Regions from separate parts of the Rattus norvegicus genome. Here all the other regions are linked to region 3. Evidence: chromatin contacts called from public Hi-C data. All regions are on one chromosome and are shown on one strand. Each heading gives the region's core, a stretch centred on a gene start, on an enhancer-like site or on the middle of the called end of the contact. The rest is flanking DNA. Distances are from core to core; before and after follow the strand shown.

The links. A called contact is a pair of places that touch in the nucleus more often than the background predicts.
Region 1: a contact with region 3 is called in a Hi-C map of frontal cortex, with 2.0 times the contacts expected there. The contact joins two enhancer-like sites. A contact is called at or near these places in 2 of 12 Hi-C or Micro-C datasets (frontal cortex and hepatocytes).
Region 2: a contact with region 3 is called in a Hi-C map of frontal cortex, with 1.8 times the contacts expected there. The contact joins two enhancer-like sites.

The regions. Positions count from the first base shown.
Region 1 is chr13:79,760,455-79,763,154 of GRCr8, forward strand. No RefSeq gene overlaps it. Among named protein-coding and RNA genes, the nearest start is that of Xcl1, 24 kb to the right of the region's middle. Within about 2 kb of position 1,312, at least 5 of the 93 cell types and tissues checked have an H3K27ac peak or open chromatin away from gene starts, as enhancers often do.
Region 2 is chr13:79,880,707-79,883,406 of GRCr8, forward strand. No RefSeq gene overlaps it. Among named protein-coding and RNA genes, the nearest start is that of Xcl1, 97 kb to the left of the region's middle. Within about 2 kb of position 1,320, at least 40 of the 93 cell types and tissues checked have an H3K27ac peak or open chromatin away from gene starts, as enhancers often do.
Region 3 is chr13:79,460,057-79,462,756 of GRCr8, forward strand. LOC120096206 (a long non-coding RNA gene) reads right to left here. Exons shown (of 4, transcript XR_005492368.2): 4 at 2,626-2,700. Among named protein-coding and RNA genes, the nearest start is that of Atp1b1, 120 kb to the left of the region's middle. Within about 2 kb of position 1,330, at least 34 of the 93 cell types and tissues checked have an H3K27ac peak or open chromatin away from gene starts, as enhancers often do.

The DNA of each region.
Region 1 (2,700 bases), core at 62-2,561, 300 kb after region 3:
ACACCTCTATTTTTTCCCTTCTATCTGTTCTTTATTTAACTTTTCTCATTTTTAGTCGGGAAAAAAAATGATTGCTTGGAATGAAGACTGCCTTCTTCAACCTTCTGTGAGGCTGAGCCTACCGAGGAGACTACCCTTCGAGACTGCATATGCAACTTCTGAAAAATGCCCTTGGGAGTAGGACATGAAAACCCTGGGTTCTGAGGATTTCCCACCAGCCTTGGTCTGAATGGCCCCTGATTTACAGTGCTATGGAGAAGAACAGAAAACCGAACTACAAGTTTGGGTCACTATGACTCTGGACTTAGGGTCATTTACAGATAAACTATTCCTCTGCGAGAGACCACTTCAGCCCCTCGGGGGACAAAAAGCCTTTCATTGCTTCAACAGCTACAGTTATGATACTGTAGTCAACTAAGCAAATAAGTTGGGCATATTGTCTTTTACATCTTTTTGGAAGGTGATTGTGATTCACAGATATATGCACACACATATGTAAGGACTGAGGCATTATTCATCCTTGTATGGTCAGCAAATCAGACTGAGAAACACACACACACACACACACACACACACACACACACACTGTGGAGCCTGTATAGATGGGTAAGGATTTGCAGTGCAGAATGTATCAATCTGAAGAACAAGTTCAAGAATTGTCACTGACTGCTGAATTGTAAGTCACTGCATCCTTTGGGATTGATCAACTTGCTAAGAATACACATCACAATTTTAAAGCGATCCTTCCTTGTTATACAGTAATTTTTAGAGATTGGTTCTAAGGAAATCATGTGGAGAAAGAGTGGTGCTCAAAACTCTCATCGGAGCACTAGGTAGGGAGATAGTTTCTGCACTTAAGGTTTCAGTCAATAAATACGTCTGTGAGAAGTGTTAGATTGGCAGCCAGCTGGCCTCCTCCTTCCCAGGGAGTTGGCTTTCATGAAGAAAGAGATTATAAGAGGATGGGAACGGAATCGAGAAGAGGAGACAGCAAGCAACAAGGCACCTGCCTCCAACCCAGACCATAGTGCCGTCTTCCTACAACAGAGAAACAATTACCCAGAGTCCAAAGAAACCATACCCCATAATAAGACAGTGTTGCCTAGTGCTTGGGGCTGAAAGAAAGACAGTATAGAGACGTCTTCATCTGGGGGACGAAGCTCAGTTTGGTTGAACACTGGTAGACGGAGATAGGCATTGGCAACCCTGAGATCTGCAGCTCTAAGATGAAGAGGTCCGGTAGGGAGACAGGCCAGCACCACGGTGGTGGGCGCAGCTGCAGCGACAGTGAGCAGGTGCTGCCCCCAAGTGGTTCTTCAGACAGCAGGCATGCGCACAGGGCCAGAAGCCTCAAAACAGGTCACTCCAGAACTGGCTTGGTCTTCCCGGTATAAACCGAAAGGGATGCGTTGCTAAGGCATATGCGGATGGGGGCAAGCCAAATGTGTAGCAGCAGGTGTGCTCTAACCTAGGTGTACTGTGGTGGGGAATGTTCCGTGAATCCCGACTGGCTCACAATCTGTGCGCCCATCTCCTTCCCTCTTCTCATTTCCAGAGCACAAGCGTCCGTTTGGGTCTAATCAAAAAGTGGTACGCTGTGAGGTTCACGAGGCAGAAGGACGGCAGGCCGCTGTTTCTCCCACAGGAAGATCTACTCACGTGAATGAGTGTCAGTACAGGGCTGACAATAGGCTTTGACCAGAAAGTCTCTTAGGTCCAGCAGTCCGCTGTGCCCAGCTATGGAGGAAGCACGTGCAATATCTGTGAGTGTTAATTGAAGCTCTTCCTGAACACTGCTCCAGTCCTTGATTATTGTTTGAGAATTTCATACGTGCTTTCTAAATAAATCCACACCGCCTTCCCTCTCCTCCAATTCCTCCTCTGCCCCCTCAGCCCCCACAGCGCCATTCTTTCTCAACTCCACGTGCTCTTATCTTAAGCCCACTTAGTTCTCAGTGATACTCGAGCGTGCGCGTGTACATATGGAGATTTACTGGAACCTGTGTTGCCCCTCGAGGGCTGCATCCCTAAAGAAAACTGACTCTCCCTTCACATCCCCCAGCAGCCACTTAGCCAATAGCTCCTCAGTAAGGCTAGGGTGGGACCTCAAGAGCTCCCTCCAGTGCATGCTGGGAGTTCAGTCATCTTGGTCTTGGCAGATCTTCATCAGGCAGCCACAGTTGATACGAGTTCTTGCTCTCAGTGGCACTATCATGCTCTACAACTACTGTTTTGCTGCAGATGTCCATTACCCCTGGCTCTTATACTCGTCAACACACACACACACACACACACACACACACACACACACACACATCCTTGTGACGTAGCAATCAAATTTAGAGATGAACACTGCTCAGTCTCTGTATTTATTCTCTGTACATTGACAAGTTGTGGGTCTCCGTACAGTCAACATGTACTGAATAAAAGCTTCTCTGTTGAAGGTTGAGAGGTGAGAGGCTTTATGTTGATGCCATGAAGGACTTAAAGAGCAGTTTATTATTACGTCCACTTAAGGGAAGAATCATATGGGAGACCAATACAACTTTTGCATAAACTCTCCCTCCCGTGTGAATTCATGGCTTCAAACAGAAATGCAGTGGAGTCTGGCTTTGTAACCAAAGGCTGACAATGCTACCTAAGGCTTAGGCACCTGAGCCACAGTGGTTCAAATGCAGCATCTGTGTCTATGAGTAATGA
Region 2 (2,700 bases), core at 70-2,569, 420 kb after region 3:
CATGCAGATGGGGGACTGAAAAGGGCCCTGCCCTCTTTGCAGTTAGCACCCAGGAGCAGGGTGTTATTCTAAATTCTTTGGACAGGGTGTTATTCTAAATTCTTTGGACAGGGTGTTATGCTAAATTCTTTGGAAACTCTCTGGTTAAGGCAGCCATAGCCATTATGTTTGAATCTTACAATGCCTCCATGAGATCCAGCTGTAAGGCATTTTTTTCAATTAGTGATCAAGTGTTGGAGGGCCCATTGTGGGTGGTGCCATTCCTGAGGTGGCAGTCTTGGGTTCTATAAGAAAGCAAGCTGAGCAAGCCAGGGGGAAGCAAGCCAGGAAGCAGCATTCCCCAATGCCTTCTGCATCCATTCCTGCCTCCTAGTTCCTACCCTGTGTGAGTTCCTGTCCTGACTTCCTTTGGTGATGAACAGCAATGTGGAAGTGTACGCTGAATAAACCCTTTCCTCCCCAACTTGCTTCAAGGTCCTAATGTTTGTGCAGGAAAGAAACCCTAGGACAGATTCTCTCCCAGAGGCTTGTCTGTATGCCTCTTCCTGCCACCCTTTCTCTTGCCAGGCCCCTAACCAATTACTCCAATTATATGTTCTTTCTCAGGAACTCATGGATATTCCCACTTAACCCATCTCTACCAGAAGAATGACTATGTCTACTGCACAAGGCATTGCCTAGAGTGTTTTAAAGACCCATTCATAGCAGTTCATTTGCAAGCTTGAACCTACATGCAAATTCATGGGGGTGTTTAAAGGTGGAGCCTAATATAAGGTGCTATCATCAAGGAGAATTGATATAGTTACCTTGGACTTTACTTAGTTCTAAGAGAAAGAACAGGGAAAAAGCAGACCCTCCCTGCACTCTGGCTTCCTGCCTTGCCATGATTTCTCCTGCTCACAATGCTCCTCCCACAGGATGCCATCCACCATGAAGTAATACAGCCAGGGAGCCCTTTGCAGTGCTATTTGACCTTGCAGCCTCCAGTACTACGAGCCAAAAAAACCTCTCCTCTATACAAAGTCCCCAGCCTACTGTATTTTGTTACAGCAATGGAAAACGAACTAACACGACAACCCATCTGTAATGCAGACTTGACTTTTTCTTCTTCTATAAGACACTTCTATAAGGCAGTGTCCATCTAAAGACCCTTAGCATAAATGTCTGCTGGCGGAGAGAAAACACAGTGATGTGGAGGAACCGAGCCACTTGCTCGTGTAGCTTCTTTGGAAATCTCTGGCCACGCTGTGATGCATACCCAGTGCAGCTCCTGAAGAATGAGTCGGCATGCATTTAACTGTGGCGATATTACCTTGACTTTAAGGGGGAAACCTGCAGAGGGCTCTGTAGAACATACCGTAGCATAAAATGCTAGTCATAGGCTCGGAGGATTCTAGAGAGGGCATTAACATCTCTATCTGGCAGATAATCAGAAGAAACTTGAGGTTCTCCAGTTAACAGACTGTCTTAATCCATTCAAACAGCCTCAGTACATGAACAGCCCGACAGGAATATGGTGTGAGCCACCCGTGGGATTTTAAATTATGGAGCAATACCATTGCCAACAGTGAGCAGAAATAGGTGGAATTGTTTTAAAGCCGTGTCTTACTTAACATATCCAAAACATTGTCAACTCAATGTCAACTCAATGTAATGAATATTTTACATGACATATTCTCTCTCTCTCTCTCTCCCTCTCTCTCTCTCTCTCTCTCTCTCTCTCTCTCTCTCTCTCTCTCTCTCTCTTATCGTGCTGTCTTTGAAATCTGGTATATGGGTTTTGTAAAGCACATCTCAGCAAGCTATCTGCAAGTACTCGGCGGCCATGTGCACCTTGTAGCAAATGTCTCCAAAGCAATGGCTTTAAATCCTGCTCAGCTCTCTGCTCTCTTCCCTGATGTACTCCTTCGTGGCAGATCCTAGCGTGTAGGAGGAAGCTGCTTGGGCAGTAACCTTGCCTCTGGTGGGAATCTGCTGTCCTTGGCATTTTCAAAACCTTGGCAGCCCCCACCCGTGCCCTTTGTGCTCTGCTGCCCCCACTCAGCTTCACGGGTGCTGCTGCCACTTTCTGAGAAGGCTCGGTGTGGAAAGAAAAGGAAGTCAGGCAGGGTAGACAAATGTTTAACTCCATCTCTGTGTGTACCCTGTAATTTAAGGCTAAATCCAGCTCGATTCGGTTTCTGTGGCAACCGAAGGAACCAGCTTTCTCCACGGCTAAGTTCATCACTCGTTGTCAGACTCCTATACACGGGGTGCCCACAAAACACTCAGCTTCCCAAATACCCCAGCTCTGGTGTTCTAGAAACCCTAGACCCTGAGCTCAAGCCAGGAATACAAAGAATGGGCGCACCTAATCGCAGAGCATGTAGGGACGGCAAGAGCAAGACTAGCAGGGCTTTCTTCATAGCAGCCTTTCGAAACGGGACCGATTTCCTCGGCCCCAGGAAGGCTCTCTTCAGAGCAGGAGGCCGAAACAGGTGGCCTGAGAGTTCCTCGTTAGCCTGGCTGCACATCATAGGCCCTTACTAGAAGCTTTTCTCCTTTTGTTCACTTCCCTTCAGCACACTTGCATGGCCTGAGAGGCAGGTTTAATTTGGCTTTAGCCTTGAACCAGATGCTTCTGGAGCTTCTTCTACTGGGGTCCGGCTTGTGGAACCATTCTGGAACATCCATGGCAAGGGGTCCTTCTGACAGCCCTTC
Region 3 (2,700 bases), core at 80-2,579:
GAAGGAGAAAAAGACCTTCATTGAGAGTAAGCCGAAGCAAGCAGACCTTCAGGACACTTCAGAGAATTTGTGTAACCACACAGAAGGAGGAAACCAGATAGTTATGAACATGGCCTTTACAATATATCCTAAGTCTTCAACAGTGGAGAGAAGCTAGGAGATTCTAAACTTCTGAGTAGAATTCCTTCTTCTACCTGGATGGACAAAGAAGTCTGAGTCTACTTTTGCTATTTTATAGGACTAAGAATATGAGCCACTGTATGCATCTTCTGAGAGCTAAAGTAACTCACTGTGGTCAAAGGACATGTATGGAAGGGGTAGGCAAGGAAAAATCTCAAAAGCTTAGATTGTATTAACAGCATCTATATGAATCATGATTTTGAGACGATATACATGTTTATGTAAATATGTGTCCATCTACACATTTACTCACTTATATTAATTATTATATGTATATTTCAACTATCATACAAGACCCCAATTTATCTTTTTTTTCCGGAGCTGAGGATTGAACCCAGGGCCTTGCACTTGCTAGACTGAGCTAAACTCCCAACCCTCCCAATTTATCTTTTAAAAAAATATGTATGTGTGGATGTTTTATCTATGTCTTTACCTGTGCACCGTGTGTGTGTGTGTGTGTGTGTGTGTGTGTGTGTGTGTGTGTGTGTGTGTGTAGTGCACACAGAGGCCAGAAGAGGGCTTTGGGTCTTGGGATTGGAGTTCCAGGTGGTTATGAGCTGCCATGCAAGTGGTAAGAATTGAACTTTGGTCCTTTGGTAGAGCAGACAGTGCTCTTAATTGCTGAGCTGTCTTTTCAGTACCACAGACCTCAATTCATCAATACAAATTTGTAATAAAAGGAACCAGGAACAAGAAATGGCAGTTCCAGCACAGAAACAAAAAGGACTTTGTAGTCGTTTGCTCTATTAGAAAGGAAGGAAGAAGGGGAGAGATATTGAATAAGTTCTTACCAAATCTGAAAAATAAAAAGAACATCAGTGGGCTTATATTGCCAACAAACAGATAGACAAACATTAAGTTGATGGAAAAGAGGGCTCTTGTGTCTGGTAAATGTTAGAACTGGGGACCTGTTATTTTCAGCCATCCTAGGTAAGAACGAGTTAGGTAAGAATCCACAGTGAGTGCTAATATAGTAGGACATTTGCAACACCCCAGCCTGGGGAGAGCATGTGAGCATCTTTGTAGCTCTGCCTCTGAAGTAGAGAAGAGGGAGTACTGTTGAGGATGGGGCCAAGCAGTGCTTTAAAAGCCCTGATTGTTCCAAGGGGCGGGGATGAGGGGGAAGGAGACAGCATGGGCAGAGGAAGAGAAAACGGAGAAAGGAGGAGGAACAGGAAAAGAAAGGAGGAAGAAGTCTTTAGTTCCGCTGGCATCTAAATTTGGTAGATGTTTAGACAGCCAATAATTTATTTCCAGGCTTGCAAAAACCACTTATTCTGCCCTGCTGTCGACATAAAATCTCATACACATTTTTACTGAAGTGGATGAGCTCACCAGGGTTGCATTTTAACCCACACTCCTTGGCAACACTGGTATCTCTGTGTGGGAGGCACACAGGGGTAGTAATTTAGTTGGAGGAGGGTGGTGAGCTCGCAGACGTGCATTGAGGCTGAGCTTGAATGGCAAGCTCCCATCTTGTTTCTTTGGTTCGTTCTTTTCTGGAACATTCACTGTATACTTATCTGTGACAGCTAAAAAGCTGAAAGTCTCCCCAAATTGCTGTCATTCGTCTACGGCTCAGCGGTCTCAGCTTTGAAGAGGCCACCGCAATGCCACTGCTGTGGGGGCACAGCATACCCCTGGGCGATATGGACAGCAACTGTGGACTCACGTGGACCACAGACTGGCAGCCACTGGTAGCTTTGTGGATGTTCACACTGCCCTCTTGGACCCACCCACGGTCCCAACTCCAATTCAGGTGACCCTGGTTCTTCAATGATCTATCCTGCTGTGGGAATACAGAAAGCCTCAGTTTGTGTGTGTGCACTTGTGGGGCTGCATGTACACGCTCAAGCAGGTGCGTACCCACTTGAGCAGGCACAGGCCAGAGGAGGCGGTCAGGTGCCCTCTTCTGTTGCTTTCTACTTTAGTGCCTAGTGGTATGGTCTCTCTCTGAACATGGACTTGTCATTTCGGGGCTAGGCTTGTGGCCATCACGCCCCAGACATCCTCTTGAGTCTCTGCCCCTCTCCCAACCAGCACTGGGGTCATCGTTTCACAAGCCCACACCTAGACCTCTGTGCATAGGTGCTGGAGATCTGAGTTCAAATCCTCACACCTGAGCAGCAAGGACTCTTAGCCACTGAGCCATGTCTCCAGCCCAGCTTACATAGTTTTAGAGGCATCTATGCACATGTAAGTGGAGAGGACAACGACTTGCCTCTGTTCTCTAACTGTGGTAGCATCTAACTTAGACCAGTTCTCTGGAACTTGCTAAGGATACAACATCTCCAGGGCCCTGGTGTACTCATTCAAAACTCTCTGAGCCTCGGACCCAGCAACAGGCCATTCGCCTTCATGCGAAAGTTTAAACAGCATTATTCTCAGGGGCTCAGCTTATCACAGTCTTCCTCATTCCATACTGTTAACGTCAAACAGAGTTGATAAGCATTACTGGATGTTTATTATTCAGAAAAATCTATTTCTGAATGCAGAAATAAAAACAAAATTAATTCCATT